Regions from separate parts of the Zea mays genome. Here region 1 is linked to region 2. The links are chromatin contacts, called in public Hi-C maps. All regions are on one chromosome and are shown on one strand. The core of a region is the stretch at or near the end of the contact, and the rest is flanking DNA. Distances in the headings are between cores, read along the strand shown.

The links. Hi-C and Micro-C count contacts between places; a contact is called where the count stands out from the background.
Region 1: a contact with region 2 is called in a Hi-C map of leaf, with 8 times the contacts expected there. The contact joins the promoter of LOC100276640 here to the promoter of LOC100272515 in region 2. A contact is called at or near these places in 3 of 25 Hi-C or Micro-C datasets (bundle sheath, leaf and tassel).

What each region holds. Positions count from the first base shown.
Region 1 is chr1:230,827,571-230,830,695 of Zm-B73-REFERENCE-NAM-5.0, reverse strand. LOC100276640 reads left to right here and starts at 1,851. Exons shown (of 3, transcript NM_001150377.1): 1 at 1,851-2,722; 2 at 2,804-2,863. The coding sequence starts at 1,986. The coding sequence ends at 2,816.
Region 2 is chr1:230,460,148-230,463,377 of Zm-B73-REFERENCE-NAM-5.0, reverse strand. LOC100272515 reads left to right here and starts at 1,359. Exons shown (of 9, transcript NM_001347905.1): 1 at 1,359-1,592; 2 at 1,680-1,860; 3 at 2,005-2,112; 4 at 2,192-2,247; 5 at 2,334-2,417; 6 at 2,525-2,620; 7 at 2,730-2,794; 8 at 2,874-2,947; 9 at 3,053-3,230. The coding sequence starts at 1,473. The coding sequence ends at 3,192.

The sequences.
Region 1 (3,125 bases), core at 602-3,101, 370 kb before region 2:
TCGACCAAAAATTTTGGTCCGCACTATTATCTACGTATAGGACTCGCTTGAGAAGACGAAAATATCCTTATTGACTTCCTTCTACCTCCATGCGCTTGCACCACCACAGCACCCAACTCTATGCCCAGCTTCTTCGATGGGTCAACGTCGATGGCGACCCCTCCGATGGGGGCTCACCTCCTTGTGGCTGTCATAGCTGGCGCACCGGCCTGATGTGATCGATGTGGAAGTGTGGAACACATTTAACAAGATGGGATAAAAGGATACATCAACATCAACATAGCCTTTTAGTCCCAAGCAAGTTGGGGTAGGCTAAAGTTGAAACCCAACAAGACGTCACCAAAAGGAGAAAAAGAGAGAAAGGGGAGGGGAAAAGCTTTTGAGAGCAAAAGGAAAAAGGCCTAATCATGGTTCGGGCACATGGATAGCTTCTTTCCAAGTACTTCTATCCAAACACAACTCCAATGTGATATTCCATTCCTTCAAGTCCCTTTTGATTGCCTCCTCCCATGTTAAGTTTGGTGGACCTCTACCTCTCTTCATGTTATTGTCCCGTCTTATGATGCCTCTATGCACCGGTGCCTCTGGGGTCTCCGGTGGACATGCCCAAACCATACCAACCGGTGTTGAATAAGCTTTTCTTCAATTGGCGCTACTCCTAGCCGATCGCGCATGTCATCGTTTCTCACTCGGTCCAATCTCGTGTGCCCACAAATCCAACGCAACATACACATCTTTGCAACACTTAGTTGTTGGATATGTCGTCTCTTAGTAGGCCAACACTCAGTCCCATATAACATAGCAGGCCTAATCACTGTCCTGTAGAACTTGCCTTTCAACTTCTATGGCACTCTCTTGTCGCATAGGACTCCCGATGCTTGACACCATTTCATCTACCCCGCTTTGATTATATGGCTAACATCTTCATCAATATCATCATCTCTCTGTAACATTGATCTCAAATAACGGAAGGTGTCCTTTTTTGGTACTATATGGCCTCCCAAACTTACATCTCCGTCCTCACTAATTGTAGTACCAAAGTTATATCTCATATATTCGGTTTTGGTCCTGCTAATTCTAAATCCTTTTTGACTCTAGGGTCTGACACCATAACTCTAGCTTTCTATTTACTCCTTCCCGACTTTCATCTACTAGAACTATATCGTCAGCAAAAAGCATACACGAAAGGATATCTCCTTGTATATCCCTCGTGACCTCATCTATCACTAAGGCAAATAGATTAGGGCTCAAAGCTGAACCTTGATCTAGTCCTGTATTAATCAGGAAAACATTTGTATCACCATCAGTTGTTCGGACGCTAGTCACAACCTTGTCATATATGTTCTTGATGAGCGTAACATACTTTGTTGGAACTTTATGCTTATCCAATGCCCGTCACATGAGATTTCTAGGTATTTTATCATATGTATTTTCCAAGTCGATAGAAACTATGTGCAAGTCCTTCTGTTTCTTATATCGCTCGATGACTTGCCTTATTAAGAAAATTGTTTCTGTGGTTGACTTTTCCGGCATGAATCTAAATTGGTTCATGGTGATATGCATCATTTCTCTTAAACCATGTGCAATAACTCTCTCACATAGTTTCATAGTGTGAGCGTAACCCGTCGATAATCCCTCGATACGATAAAAGAGACAATACTAATATAAAGTACGCGCGTGAATGTTGCAGGAGCCAATTTTTTATCGACTAGTGATAACAATCAGTTATCATCAATTATAATGATTTTTTTAAAATACTCGATTTTATAATGAAATACATCTAAAACCTTTTTTTAAAAATCCCGAGAGGCAAGAGCCCCTAAAAATCAATTGTCTCGCTGACTCGCTGCATCCTCCGGCTCCTGCCAGACCTAGGCTATTTCCCGATCAGACCTGTTATTTCCCGATCAGACCTATTCCTCTCTCGGCCTCCCACCGCCACCGGCGGCGACGAGTAACTCGCCCGCTGACCCCAGCAGGCAGCCATGGGAGGGCACGGCGGGTTGAACATCCTGCCGCAGAAGCGGTGGAACGTCTATAACTTCGACAACCGTGAGAAGGTGCAAAAAGACGAGGCCGCCGCCGCCCGGGAGGAGCAGCTCCAGCGCGAGGCGGAACGCCGCCGCGAGTCGGATCTACGCCTCGCTGCACTACGCCGTAACCGCGGCCTGGTCCAGGCGGAGACGCCCCCCGCTCCTCCATCTCACCCCGCCGGCCCCGCTGATCCGGCGGACGCCCTTCCTTCCCCGGCGGACGCCCTTCCTTCCCCGGCAACGGATGGAGACCACATCAACCTCTTCTCAGGTGGATCAGGCGTCGCCACTGATTTCGATGCGCTCGCCTCGGCCAGTGGTGGGAGGGGCGCGGCTCGGGAGCGGGAGCCTGATGCCGACCCTAACCCTAAGAAGCGGAAGAAGAAGGAAGAGGAGGTGAGGGTTGTGGGGCCCGATGAGGAGAAGTACAGGCTGGGCTACGGCCTTGCCGGGAAGGGCGTGGCGGTGCCCTGGTACATGTCGAGCCCTGCAGCGGCAGCGGCCAAGGAGGGGAGGGGCAGAGATGCAAGGGAGGGTAACGGGGTGAAGAGGAGTGGAGGGAAGAAGAGCATCGAAGAGCTGAGGGAGGAGAGGAAGAAGAGAGAGGCCAAGGAGAAGGAACGCGAGCGAGCCATCCTTGTTGCTGCAGGGAGGAAGGAGAGACAGGTGGATCGGGGGCGCCAGTCAAGGTAGTGTCATGGTGGAAGATTTGTTCTGATGATCTGGATTGCATTCTGGGCTGATGGTTACTGTTCTTTTATTCAATGCAGATGGGCTCGGTGATGTAAGGATTTTCATGGTATAATGTCCAAGAATACTAAGGAATTAAGGTAAAGTATTGCTGTTCCTGATTGTTGACATGAAACTAATTTTATTTTGTGCATACTGAATGCTATTCAAATTCGAGTGGCATAGATGGCTGAATGGTCATGACTGTTGACACTCTTTTGTTCCTTTTGATAGAGCAATGAGTGTATAAAGATGCTTTTGTGGCATGTGTACTATTAGTTTTTTTTTCTTTTGCCTGCTGGTCTAAGCTTCTAAACAACCCTGATCATGTTGATGATGTTTGTGAAAAGTTGTGTTGTATAT
Region 2 (3,230 bases), core at 110-2,609:
CAAACACCCCCTTAGTCGCTCGAATTTAATAAGTAATCTTAGCCAAACTAGACAGCTAGATCATTGTTGACGGTCAGAACCTTAGAGCAACTCTAATAGTTCTCTAAACAACTCTCTAAATCTTAAATTTAAGAAGTGAACAGAAAAATACTTCTCCAATGGTTCTCTAAATAGACTTGCTAAATTTACTTAGTTGCTATTCAACTCTATTTACTCTTTACATTTAGCAACTCGGTAGGAACTTCCTAAGGGGGTGTTTGGTTTCTAGAGACTAACGTTTAGTCTCTTCATTTTATTCTTTTTTAGTCTATAAATTGCTAAATATAGAAACTAAAATAAAGTTTTAGTTTCTATATTTGGTAATTTTAGAACTAAAATGGAATAAAATGTAGAGACTAAACATTAGTCTCTACAAACCAAACACCCACTAAATGTAGTTGACGTCAATTTCTTCACACTAGCGTGATTATTTTTCTGTTTCCCATACGGTGAGGTAGACAGGTATAGCACGCTCTTTTTTCACTTTTCAGCATAATGAGATAGCTAGGTCAAACACGTATGACACAAGTTTCTCTTTCATCGTCGAACCCAACTTTCTCATAGGTTGCGCCACCGGACCACCACTCCTCTGTAGTTCATATCGACCGGCCTTTTCTCTTTCGCCCTCACATAGGGGCAGAACCGCTAAATCTGGATTCAAAATGGAACTACTTCCTAAATATAAGCAACTATTGGAGACTAAGTTATTTTTTTACTTCCAATAGCTATTTAGCAACTTGCTAAACATGATTTTAGCAAGCTATTTTTTAGAGAACTATTGAAGTTGCTCTTAGGTCGTTTCGCTTCGCTCGGTTGCCGTTTGAAATGAGCCAACATAGGGACAGGCCCATTTTGATCAATTGCTTTGCTTAGGCCCGGCCCAGTATCCGTTGCGTGGGCGTGCACGTTTGCAAGGCCAGCCACTGACGGTCTTGCAACTACCACTGCCAGCTTGGAAGCAAATCTACCAATGGCAACGCTTGCAGCATCAGTCGTGGTGGCGTGGCGTCCCGTCCCGTCCCTGTTGCTTATCCCGGGATGCCAAGCAGTGGAAGCAGATGCTGAAGAAGACGACGCAACCGATCCAAGGGTTAGTCTATTCTTGGCGAAACACGAGTCCCAGGCGCCGGCCAGTCAGCAAGCTAGTAGTGTGGTGTGGGGGAATCATTGGAGCTAAGCAAAGCAATGTCCGCATGGCTCGGAATCGGAACGGCGCGGATGCACGAAGAAACAGGATGCTTGCACGCAAAGGACCAGAAGCCGCCTCACCGCCCGTTCCATTCCGTTCCGCCGGCTATATCACCGTCCCCAAACACCGCGGCGGCATTCAGTGATTCAGCCGCCAGTCCCGCTCGTCTCTGCCAAGTCCCGCGCGCTCGAGCATCGATCAGCCGCTGGCGCCGCGACGAGCGACGACGCCGCGCCAGTCGCAGATGGCCGCCGTCTCGCTCCTGCGATCCGCGGCGCTCGGGCTGGTGGTCCTCGCGTCGGCGCTGCCGGCGGCTCGGCCGTGGAGCAAAGAGGGTCACGTGCTCACATGCCAAATCGCGCAGGTGAAAACAAATCGGATCGTAGAGGCTAGACCGCTAGAGAGTAGAGAGGATGGCTGATGATGTTCCACGTACGCCTTCAATTCGCAGGGTCTGCTGGAGCCTGACGCCGCGCACGCCGTGCGGAACCTGCTCCCGGACGACGCCGGCGGCGACCTGTCGGCGCTGTGCGTGTGGCCGGACCAGGTGAGGCACTGGTACAGGTACATGTGGACGGGCCCGCTCCACTTCATCGACACCCCTGACGAGGCCTGCAGCTTCGACTACTCGAGTAAGTTGATCAATGTCCGTTGGTGGGATGGATCCGTCGGACCGTTGGTGGGATGGATCCGCTCGTATCCACTCTATCTCCTGCTACGTACTGTACGTGACGTGACATGCAATGCAATGGAATGGTGTCGTCGTTGGTGAGCAGGGGACTGCCACGGCCCCGACGGCGCCAAGGACATGTGCGTCGCCGGCGCCATCGCCAACTTCACGTCCCAGCTGCTGCACTACAGGCACGGCAGCGCCGACAGGAGATGTAAGCGAGAGGCAATGCTGCTTGGCTTTGCTTGTCCGCGTTTTGTAATAACCGCCGCCGTCTTGTTGCTGCAACGCAGACAACCTGACTGAAGCCCTTCTGTTCCTGTCGCACTTCATGGGAGATGTTCATCAGGTGATCTCCTACATTGCCAAGTTGATCTCCTACATTAATTGCCGCCGGTTGCCATGAACGCGATGGCTGATTTCCTTGCATCGCAGCCAATGCACGTGGGGTTCACCAGCGACCAAGGCGGCAACTCCATAGAGCTGCGGTGGTTCCGGCACAAATCCAACCTCCACCACGTAACTAAATCTTGCTTTGCTTGCGTTGCGCACGATTCCATTCCATCACCCCCGCGCTGTTGGAGTAAACGCTGTCCGATGGATGGATTTTCTGCGTGTCTCCCCAGGTGTGGGACAGGGAGATCATACAGACGGCTCTCGCCGACTTCTACGGCAAGGACATGGACGCCTTCCGCAAGCAGCTCGAGCACAACCTCACCAAGGCAAGTGAAAGGGACTGGCTATCTGATTCTGATATATCCTTGGTTCCTCCAGGCAAAGAAACATGTCCTCAATGCAAGCACTACGCGGTGCATGCTCGCTCTCTCGCAGGGTACCTGGTCCGACGATGTATCGGCTTGGACAGACTGCCAAGACCTCTCGTCTTGCCCAACCAAGTTCGTTCTGGAACGCTACGTTGTTAACTCTTTTAGTTTGGATGAATCTTGTATATAAGCAGTCGATGCGATGCAACAGGTACGCGACCGAGAGCATAGGCCTGGCGTGCAAATGGGCGTACAGCGGCGTCCGCGAAGGGGAGACACTGTCCGGTACGTTGATTTGGGCACACAGACAGACGGATCGACCACCGTGCAGTGTATCATCAGACATCCGAGAGCTGCTGACTGAATAATCCGTTCTGTATCTCCCTGCAGACGACTACTTTGACTCGAGGCTGCCGATCGTGTCGCGCCGGATCGCGCAGGGCGGGGTGCGGCTGGCCATGTTCCTCAACCGGATCTTCGGCGCGCACAACCGCGACGTGCCGCCGCCGTCTTCTACTCTTCTTGATTGATGGATGGACCCGAACCCGATCTGCCTGCCGCGTCACAG